Regions from separate parts of the Mus musculus genome. Here region 1 is linked to region 2. A link is a contact called in public Hi-C data. All regions are on one chromosome and are shown on one strand. Each heading gives the region's core, a stretch centred on a gene start, on an enhancer-like site or on the middle of the called end of the contact. The rest is flanking DNA. Distances are from core to core; before and after follow the strand shown. Region 1 has its middle 48 kb from the start of Gm33039. Region 2 overlaps Dcx (doublecortin).

Region 1 (6,015 bases), core at 448-2,947, 100 kb after region 2:
CTGGAGTCAGTGACAGTCCTGTGTTCTTCTTGGTTGTCAGAAGTGATGGTGGTCACTGATAGACAATAAATAAGGCCAAGAAATAATGGGTAGCTCTTTTGAAGAGACAAGGTTTTGGATATTAGACAAGTTGCCTCCCCTTATAAGCCCTCTAATGTTAATTTGGGCTGCAAGGAGTTTTGCAGTTTGAGTCCCAATGAGTTTTGTCAGTTAATGGGGCTGTTGCTACAGCCTAGTCAGAGTCTGAAAAGGCCTCCTGTGAATCCAACTTTTATGTGTGTTGTCTGTGTGCTTGTCCTCCATTTCCTTCTTGCTCCTATTCAGGGTTATAGAACTAAGCAATGCAGGACTTGGTGGCTTATTTCATTTATGCTATTAAAAGCAATGACTGCTATACATCTCCCCAATGCTTAATTGTCTGTTTACTTCTCTCAGGTCAGGTCATATAAATATCAGAGCTCTCATTGCCTCTCCAGAGTTTCCTCACACCATCGTTTAGAAATATAACAGAGAAGATGGAATAGAAGTCTGTTTGGCTCCCTCACCTCACCAAGACCCTCCATAGTCTCTCTTGTGATCCTGTACTGTGCTTAAGCACAGAAGGTCCTCAAGTTTTAAATAATGGTCTTCACTGCTGCTTGCCTGAGAAGAGAATAAATGAACAAGGAGAGTGGAACAGAGAGGAGGAGGAGGAGGAGGAGGATGAGGAAGAGGAGGAGGAGGAAGAGGAGGAAGAAGAAGAAGAAGAAGAAGAAGAAGAAGAAGAAGAAGAAGAAGAAGAAGAAGAAGAAGAGACAGAGAGACAGAGAGACAGAGAGACAGAGAGACAGAGAGATGGATAGCAAGGTGTACGAGGTTATAAACAAGAAAAGACGGTGATACTGGGAGGGGAAGCAAGTATGTATTAGAGAGCGGTGAAACCTGGCTTGTCTGTCACATAAGAAGAAATCTCAGCCAGCTCCAACACAGTTGGCCATGTGATATGTATAGAAGCCCATATAAGGAAATGTCATTCTGCAGCTTGTCAATCCTGCTAACTCTATGCATTTTCTATTCCATTTGAGATTTCCCTTTGCTAGGACTAAGGAGGAACATTTACTACTGGGAAATGCCCTTCTCCAAGCCAGGAGAGGTTGGAACTGGAGTGGCAAAGGAGAGGATTTAAAAAATATATATATATGAAAGAACAAGCTGATAGTTCAGGAACCTGACTTGTCATCCAAGGTTGTCTTGTAACTGCCAATGAATTCTCAGGCAAATCCTCATTTTCCAACATTATTTTTTTCCACTTGAAAATTTAGAGAGTTCTAGCTATAAACCACGCTAAGTTCTTTTCTAAGATAATATAATAAATATTCAGTATTTAAGATGTCTTGGGGTCTTTTGTTTTGTTTGTTTGTTTTCTTTCATTTGTTTGTTGCTTTGTTTCATTTTGTTCTTCTGAAACACCTTGGAATTTGGTTTCTATGCAATCTCTTAGACAGCTTTAGTTGTCAACTTGACACAGACCAGAGTTACACGAGAAAGCTTCAGTTGGTGGATTGCTTCTTTCAGATTGGACTGTGGGCATGACTTTGCAGTGCTTTCTTGATTTCTAACTGATGAAGGAGGGTCCATCGTACAGTCAGCTTTCCCCCTGAGCATGTGGTTCATGGCTGTGTAAGAAAGCTCACCATGCAAAAGCTACTAGGAGTGTGCCAGGATTCACCATTTCTTCAAGGTTTCTGATTCAGTTTCTACTTGAGTTCCTGCCCGTACTTCACTCAGTGATGGACTGTGACCTGGAACTGTGTAAGTCAAACAAACCTTTAATTGTGTAAATCAAATAAACATGGTTTAAAGTCACCGCGTTTATCACAGCAAGAGAAGGCAAACTAAAACAGTAGCTAATGCTGCCATCTTGTGGCCCCCCAAAAATCCTTTTGTTCTAAAGTCTGCCTCAGACAAGGACACCAATGATCACTTGCACTTTGTTACATTATTACACGCATTACTTTTAAAGTGAGAAATAAAATCTAATAGTATAATAATTTTCAAGAGGCCCAAAGTGAATATTCCTCAGTGACACGAATTATCTACAACTACATGTAACACTATGAATAGTCTTCGTGAGTACAAGGTTGAGCAAAAAGAGCCAGATACAAAATAATGCACAGCTAATAATTTTTATTAAATATAAAAGCAAACAAAGATAATCTAAATATATATGTATATAAACATATACACATGTCATCTATCATATGTTCATCATGGTGTGTTGTGTGAGTATATGTGAGAGAGAGACAGACAGATAGAGACAGAGAGACACAGAGAGACTCTATGTAGTCCTGAGTGATTTTGAGATTGCTATGTATATCAGGCTGACCCTGAACTCATAGATGTCGACTTGTCTTTGCCTCCTGAGTACTGAGTAGAAATGTGGACCAACATATGCAGCTGTATCCCATTTTAAATTTGTACTGAAATACAACGTTTGTATAGAAAGGAATACACTCATACGAGCAATAAGTTTTCATAAACGGAGCACAACTACCACCCAGAACATCACCCCTCATGCCTTTTTCAATCACTATTCCGTTAATACACACATAATCAATTTCATAAATGTAATGGTGAACAAAAGAAGACCACTTTAACCTCCCCTAAAAATTTACCACCATCTCAATCATCAAGCATAGATCAGTTTTGCTTTCCTTTTTACTTCATTAAAACTGAGTTATCTGCTGTGTATTCTTTTGCATCTGGTAGAGAGATTCTCTGCCATTTATTTTTTCAGACAGAGGATTAATATAGAGAATATGTAAAGAACTTTTTAAAGGAACAGCAAAAGACCTAACTAACAATTTAAAAATTGTGTCTTTGAATTTAGGGAATAGACAGGAGGGGTATAGGAGGGTTTGTAGGGAGGAAAGGTAAGAGACAAATACTGTAATTATAATCTGAAAACCAAAATAAAATAAAATAAAATAAAATAAAATAAAATAAAATAAAATAAAATAAAAAGTTGGCCAGGAGCAGAGATGTCAAGTGATAAAAAAAATGTCTAAGAATAACTCAAAAAATGTTCATTTTCCACAGTAATTAGAAAAATATACCTCAAGACAAAATTAATATTCCTTCTGTCTTAGCCCAGTTAAAATGGCAAAACTCACCCAAACAACCAAAAATAGAGGGTTGGGGTGGGAGATCTCAAGTAAAGGGAATCCGAACATCTTGTTGGGATTGCAGACTGGAGGGGTCACTCTAGAAATCAGCATGGAGAATTCTTTATATATATTATTACGTATTTTCCTCAATTACATTTTCAATGCTATCCCAAAAGTCCCCGACACCCCCCTCACTCCCCTACCCACCCATTCCCATTTTTTGGCCCTGGCATTCCCCTGTACTGGGGCATATAAAGTTTGCATGTCCAATGGGCCTCTAGATGGCCTAGTCGGCCATCCAGTGATGGCCGACTAGGCCATCTTTTGATACATATGCAGCTAGAGTCAAGAGCTCCGGGATACTGGTTAGTTCATAATGTTGTTCCACCTATAGGGTTGCAGTTCCCTTTAGCTCCTTGGGTACTTTCTCTAGCTACTCCATTGGGAGCCCTGTGATCCATCCAATAGCTGACTGTGAGCCTCCACTTCTGTGTTTGCTAGGCACCGGCATAGTCTCACAAGAGACAGCTATATCAGGGTCCTTGCATCAAACGCTTGCTAGTGTATGCTATGGTGTCATTGTTTGGAGGCTAATTATGGGATGGATCCCTGGATATCGCAGTCTCTAGATGGTCCATCCTTTTGTCTCAGCTCCAAACTGTCTCTGTAACTCCTTCCATGGGTGATTGTTTCCAATTGTAAGAAGGGGCAAAGTGTCCACACGTTGGTCTTCGTTCTTCTTCAATTTCATGTGTTTTGCAAATTGTACCTTATATCTCGCTATACTAAGTTTCTGGCCTAATATCCACTTATCAGTGAGTACATATCATTTAAGTTCTTTTGTGATTGTGTTACCTCACTCAGGATGATGCCCTCCAGGTCCAACTATTTACCTAGGAATTTCATAAATTCATTCTTTTTAATAGCTGAGTAGTACTCCATTGTGTAAATTTACCACATTTTTTGTATCCATTCCTCTGTTGAGGGGCATCTGGGTTCTTTCCAGCTTCTGGCTATTAAAAATAAGGCTGCTATGAACATAGTGGAGCATGTGTCCTTCTTACCGGTTGAAACATCTTCTGGATATATGCCCAGGAGAGGTATTGCTGGATCCTCCGGTAGTACTATGTCCAATTTTCTGAGGAACCACCAGACTGATTTCCAGAGTGGTTGTACAAGCTTGCAATCCCACCAACAATGGAAGAGTATTCCTCTTTCTCCACATCCTCGCCAGCATCTGCTGTCACCTGAATTTTTGATCTTAGCCATTCTGACTGGTGTGAGATAGAATCTCAGTGTTGCTTTGATTTGCATTTCTCTGATAATTAAGGATTTTGAACATTTTTTCAGGTGTTTCTCAGCCATTCGGTATTCCTCGGGTGAGAATTCTTTGTTTAGCTCTGAGCCCCATCCTTTAAGGGGGTTATTTGATTTTCTGGAGTCCACCCTCTTCAGTTCTTTATATATATATTGGATATTAGTCCCCTATCTGATAAGATAGGTAAAGATCCTTTCCCAATCTGTTGGTGGCCTTTTTGTCTTATTGACGGTGCCTTTTGCCTTGCAGAAGCTTTGCAGTTTCATGAGGTCCCATTTGTCAATCCTCGATCTTACAGCACAAGCCATTGCTGCTCTATTCAGGAATTTTTCCCATGTGCCCATATCTTTGAGGCTTTTCCCTACTTTCTCCTCTATAAGTTTCAGTATCTCTGGTTTTATGTGAAGTTCCTTGATCCACTTAGATTTGACCTTAGTATAAGGAGATAGGAATGGATCAATTCACATTCTTCTACATGATAAAAACCAGTTGTGCCAGCACCATTTGTTGAAAATGCTTCCACTGGATGGATTTAACTCCCTTGTCGAAGATCAAGTGACCATAGGTGTGTGGGTTCATTTCTGGGTCTTCAATTCTGTTCCATTGGTCTACTTGTCTGTCTCTATACCAGTACCATGCAGTTTTTATCACAATTGCTCTGTAGTACAGCTTTAGGTCAGGCATGGTGATTCCACCAGAGGTTCTTTTATCTTTGAGAAGAGTTTTTGCTATCCTAGGTTTTTTGTTACTCCAGATGAATTTGCAGATTGCTCTTTGTAATTCCTTGAAGAATTGAGTTGGAATTTTGATGGGGGTTGCATTGAATCTGTAGATTGCTTTTGGCAAGATAGCCATTTTTACAATGTTGATCCTGCCAATCCATGAGCATGGAAGATCTTTCCATCTTCTGAGATCTTCTTTAATTTCTTTCTTTAGAGACTTGAAGTTCTTATCATATAGATCTTTCACTTCCTTAGTTAGAGTCACACCAAGATATTTCATGTTATTTGTGACTATTGAGAAGGGTGTAGTTTGCCTAATTTCTTTCTCAGCCTGTTTATTCTTTGTGTAGAGAAAGGCCATTGACTTGTTTGAGTTAATTTTATATCCAGCTACTTCACCGAAGCTGTTTATCAGGTTTAGGAGTTCTCTGGTGGAATTTTTAGGGTCACTTATATATACTATCATATCATCTGTAAAAAGTGATATTTTGACTTCATCTTTTCCAATTTGTATCCCATTGATCTCCTTTTGTTGTCTAATTGCTCTGGCTAGGACTTCAAGTACTATGTTGAATAGGTAGGGAGAAAGTGGGCAGCATTGTCTAGTCCCTGATTTTAGTGGGATTGCTTCAAGCTTCTCACCATTTACTTTGATGTTGGCTACTGGTTTGCTGTAGATTGCTTTTATCATGTTTAGGTATGGGCCTTGAATTCCTGATCTTTCCAAGACTTTTATCATGAATGGGTGTTGGATCTTGTCGAATGATTTTTCCGCATCTAACGAGATGATCCTGTGGTTTTTGTCTTTGAGTTTGTTTATATAATGGAT
Region 2 (5,226 bases), core at 1,539-4,038:
GAGGACAGCCTTACTCAAAGCTGGAGTGTGGCATCCCAGAATGAGATGTGTTCTTTGTGGTGAGGGTAGAGATGGTAAGTCACTTCACTCCTCACAATACATTTTCACAATTTTCCTGCCTGAGTGTCTAGCTTTCCTCTGTTCCCAGAACCTCGGGACCACAGAGATTTACTGAAATTATTCATTAACCAAATGCTAGTTAGCTGTTGGCATGTGAGAGACATTTGTGGTAAGTTAAGGGGATTTGCTGAAGAACAAACATGATATGTTCTGTGCTCCCATGCTGTTGACAGATAGTTGGTGAAAACTGATATGTGACCAAACTCGATCACACATGTAAAGCTAAAACCAGTAAGGTTATCAAAGTGAGGTGTTTGGTACTCACAAATAAGAGTACCATTTGCCTACTCATCTACCTCCCAATGGGACTCTTGCTTGGTTAGGAAGGCAGAGTATCTGCATAGGAATACACAGTCAGGGAATAACCTAACCTGTTTATGCTCCAGCTAAAATGTAGGAAGCCCTGCCCTTCTCCAGCATCACTTGTGGACTTAGTATGGACGCTTCTGATCTTCACTACAGAGCACAGACAAAATGGGGGATGTAAGTAGATAGAAGAAGGGGGTGGATAGCTAGCAAATTTGGAGAGGTCTGAAATACTTCTAATCCACAGTTCTGTGGCAGACAATAGAGCTCCAAGGGCACTGACTAGGAAGGTGTGTGTGACAGAATAAACCGAAAGGATGGTGGGGACCAGAAAAGGGAGATTTGATATAGCCCAATTCAGACATACCCAATCTCAGACAAGTTTTGGTTGACTCTTTGAAGCTTTCCCATGAGAGACACAACCTACAAGCCCACTAGCTTTAAATTAGTGCTTTAAATATAGCCCACTTTGCCTAGTATTTATTATGTAGCCAAAGATGACTTTGTACTCCTGATATACCTGTCTTTACCTCTAGGTACCTGCTAGTGTTCTGGACAAGCTTTACATCTAGTTTTATTCTTTGGCCACTACTTACTATATATTATATATTTCATGTGCCACATCTCTTTCAGCTTAATGCCTAATACTGTGAACGTAGTGAATAAAACTATTTGTAAAGGTCACGATTGCCCAACCCCATCTTTGGCTTTCTCATGCATGCTAGACAACAGATGTTCGAAATGAAGATTAAGTGAAATGTAATGGTCCTAATTGCCATTTGCACGGGCCACAGATACCATCCAGTTCACACGCTGCCTTTCATGCTCTTTTATGCTTTACCACATAACACATTTGTATGTGGCTGGAGCGAATCTGACTGGCAGTAACTGCTGGCTGCTCTGTATTGAGATGCTGGACCAACAAAGGCTAAGTCCAGAGAAGCAGGCAAAAGTGGCGGGAAAGGGCCTACATATTTTGGTTCATACTATAGCTGCTTTGTTTGGGGTGTTAGTAATGGCAAGAAAGAGTCACTTTGGTTTGAGATAAACTCAGGAATTACCCAGAGAGATTAGGTGTAGGCCGCCTTCTGCGTTTTCTCTGCAAACCTGCTCCTGCCTTTTTTGGTTTGTAATATTAAGAAATGGATTACAATACAAATTAAAGCAAAACATGTACCACTATTCATAGAAGAGCCACGTTTGAAAAAATACATGAGGAGAATCTCAGTTCTGACAGTGACAAGAAAATGTAAATGAAAACCAAAAAACAAGGTCCTATTTTTAATCGACCTGATTGGCAAATTGTGTACAAGGCAGATGAGCATCTAGTGCTGGTGAGGGTGTCAGAAAATGACGTTTGTGGGGGTGATTTGAAAGGCAATTAGCTAACAAAATTTTAAATATTCTCTTTTTATAGCCCAGCAATTTGGCATCCCCATACCCACTTTAGGATGCTTTTGCAAGTACATCAAAGGAGGCAGGTAAAATGCAGCTACTAAAAATTGGCAAAAATTCTTCATACTTCCTATTAAGCTGCACATAATATATGTGTAAATATGTGGATTAATCTCTTAGAAGCCAATATCACAATTCTGGTAGCTCTGAGAAGTGAACACATGGGGAAAATTTTCAATCTTATATGCAGCACTTAATAATCAGGATATACATTCACATATTACTCATGTGACTTTTTTTATTTAAAGGCAACCTAATTATATTAGAAACTTTGTAAGCCAGAGAAAAGGTAAAAAGTATGCATAATTCTGCCATCTAGACGTATCTGCTGATGTTACTACTGCATTTTATTTTTCTAATCCTGGGGTGTTTTTTGGAATTTTTATATTTGTCATTTTAATTTGAATCTTGCTGCTTTGCTTACTGCAACGCTTCCCAACCATCGACAGCTTGGCTCAGCTACCTTTGTGCTGTGGATGGCTGCACAAACCACTGTAGGGTGTTGAGCAGCATCACAGGCCTCTAGTGTATTTCAGTAATGCCCCCACAGTCAAGGTAATCAATAATGACTGAGAACATTGTGATATTTCATTGGTTGAAAAAAATAACTCCTGATCAAGAATTATTGATTCAATGTATAATTAGTATAATGTCATTGTATGAATCTTCACAATCTAGCCCATGTTTTCAAATATACTATCAATATAGTGTCTTTCATTTGCCCTCAGATCTATATCTGTATATATTCAGTCTAAATTTGACAAATGGTTCCTGACAGTTCATCTCTAAGTCAGTTGGTTTGGGGTTTCATCATCTAGAAGTATACTCTGGCTCCTCAATACCAAAGCAATTAAACAGTAAGCCCCAAGTGTCTTCCCCTGACATCTGTGGACTAATGTTCAGATCATGGGTCAAAGAGTAAGGCTAGTAATCAAGAAATCCAATAAGGGCTGCGGCGCTTACCGCCAGATGTGAGGCCTGCTCTTCAAGGAAATGTTTAGCACTACCGCACATTCAAAACTGCCGTAAGTGTTGGGGATGAAAAGATGACTCTGGAATTTTATACTCTAAAATCTATTCATGGCATAACACCTAGAGGAATTGCTCAGGAACATAAAATGTAAAAGCAGTGTCAACACCCCTTTTTTTTGAATACTGAAATAGAGCATGCATCCTTTATCCGTTCCTCTGTCCTCAAGGTCTCACTTTGCCTCTCCTCCCAGAAGGTGTAGAAAGGGAGAATTGTACTGTCAGATTCTGTGGCTCAAACTCCCAGTTCAAGGCGAGGGCTGAGTTCATTTCCAGAGCACAGGGAGGGTGGTTATCAGATTTCATTGTGTGAGCTTACAGCATGGGAATTTGAATTGCTGGCTCCCCAAACTCCCCCAGTGAGCCCCTGCCCTGGATTCCCCAGCTCTGAGGTAGCTTGAATGTTTGTCTACACGTATGTCTGTCTTTCTGTCTGGCTCATGTACCAGGACAGGTTGAACACTTAATTTCCTCAGGGGCTGGATTGCTTCCCTGTCTGCCCATCTGGCCTTTTTCTGACAAGATGTTCCCTGGTTATTTGAAGTCTACAGACATTATGAAATTGAGCCAAGAGAGACTGACCCTGGTGTGAAATCTAAAGAGTTGATAACAATCTCTTCCTAGCAGAAAAGGGAGTATTTCAGGATATCATTATGCCCTGTAAATAACGCATGCTCCTCTGAAAAGCAAGACAAGTTCAGGCAGTGAAGCTTCCACAATGGTTTCTTGAAAATCGGGACTTTATTTTATGTAGGGTCAGTCACTGGCCAAATGCTGGACTATTTCCAGTTGGCATTCAGGGGAGACAATGCTTTTCTGTGAAGCACAATATGTAATAACTCTGCCACATGCCTACTCCCTTTGTCTTCTATAGTTTGCCTTTGTCCTGCATGTCTCTGGCATTAGGGAAAATCTAAAGAAGTGACAAATTTTGGACAATGCGCTATATAACAGTATGCTCAGCGGTTCCTGGCAATCACTGTTATTACTGTGGATCTCAGTGAAAGCCAGTCTCAATCTGTGTTTTTACATCCAGAAATCACTGGCCATGCACACAAGAAAAACCTAGAGCAAAATCAAGCAGAAATTTTCTGTTTATTCTTTTAACCCCCTGATGTCTTATTTCTTCCATCTAAGTCCCTTAATGACATGCCTTTCTTTATTCAGGTCAGCCAAACTATCATAACTTACTCCTTGGAGATTTTTATTCATCACAAGATACAAATGCTAAATTTGTAGTAGTAGCTAAATATTTACTGTTTTCCTTCAGACTCAGTACAAATTACAAAATGGAGAGAGCAAATACTTTCTGCCACAGTTGAAAGCATGCTACTTCTATAACCAACTAATATTAGCTCATGATTAAAAATGGGGTTGGGGGGTCCTAAATTCTACAATTTTCATATTTCAAATGCCTGTCAAATTGAACCTGCTGTTGGTGCTCCCATTGTGTCATGCTAACTATGTGAAGTTTCATTGGCTTCATGGGAAGCTACTTGTGGACAGACAGAGAGACTCACCCCTGGCTTTGGAGAGAGTGGCTTTGGACATAAGACTAAAGAGACAAGAGGCAATTCAGATACTGTAGCTTTTTGTGGAAAACAACAGTGATTCAAGTGGACCCGTCTAAATGGAAGAGTTTCCAGAACCCCCAGATAGTGTCTAATTCTAATTTTCATTAACAATGCTGTTTTTTTATTGTAGGATGTCTGGCTTTCTTTGTTCACTGTACTCAAGCATTTTCTGTTTATTTTTCCAAGGAAAAAATTCAATTTGGAAATACGTGACACCAGTTGGGATTATTGTTAATTAGCTTTGAAATAACAGAAGAGGGTTTGTGGAAGGTTAAAAATTAAGTATGTATACCTTACTTGTATCAGTTTTTACCTTCCTATTCATAAAATCATCTCTTCTCCCTTACCATGTGGGACTCCAGAGTCCCTTCAGTTAGCCATTCAATTCATCTGTATTTCCTAGTTTAACTCACATATTCATATATACAAGAGGTTTATTGAATATATTTTATTTACTGTGCAGTTCACTTAAAGTGTACAACTCAGTCTGTTCTAATGAGCTCATAGATCTGTGCAACTATCAAACCAATCAATTTTAGGGTGAGCTTCTTATTACACACACACACACACACACACACACCTCTTGTCCCTTTCCTTTTATAATCTCAATTCAAAAGAAGACAATCAATTAACTTTCCCTGTCCATGGTAATTTATATGTTTAATTAATAAGTTAATTTGATTTCTGGGTATTAGACACACAGCCTCATACATGCTAAGTATGATTTATATGTTTAATTAAT

Evidence for each region. A called contact is a pair of places that touch in the nucleus more often than the background predicts.
Region 1: a Hi-C map of the N1E-115 cell line shows a contact between it and region 2, with 9 times the contacts expected there. The contact joins two enhancer-like sites. A contact is called at or near these places in 4 of 484 Hi-C or Micro-C datasets (the N1E-115 cell line, cortical neurons, liver and 1 more).

What each region holds. Positions count from the first base shown.
Region 1 is chrX:143,995,059-144,001,073 of GRCm38.p6, forward strand. No RefSeq gene overlaps it. Among named protein-coding and RNA genes, the nearest start is that of Gm33039, 48 kb to the left of the region's middle. Within about 2 kb of position 1,698, at least 2 of the 459 cell types and tissues checked have an H3K27ac peak or open chromatin away from gene starts, as enhancers often do. A contact at or near this core is called in the N1E-115 cell line, where this site is marked.
Region 2 is chrX:143,894,358-143,899,583 of GRCm38.p6, forward strand. All of the region lies in intron 3 of Dcx (doublecortin), which reads right to left. Among named protein-coding and RNA genes, the nearest start is that of Dcx, 36 kb to the right of the region's middle. Within about 2 kb of position 2,789, at least 5 of the 459 cell types and tissues checked have an H3K27ac peak or open chromatin away from gene starts, as enhancers often do. A contact at or near this core is called in the N1E-115 cell line, where this site is marked.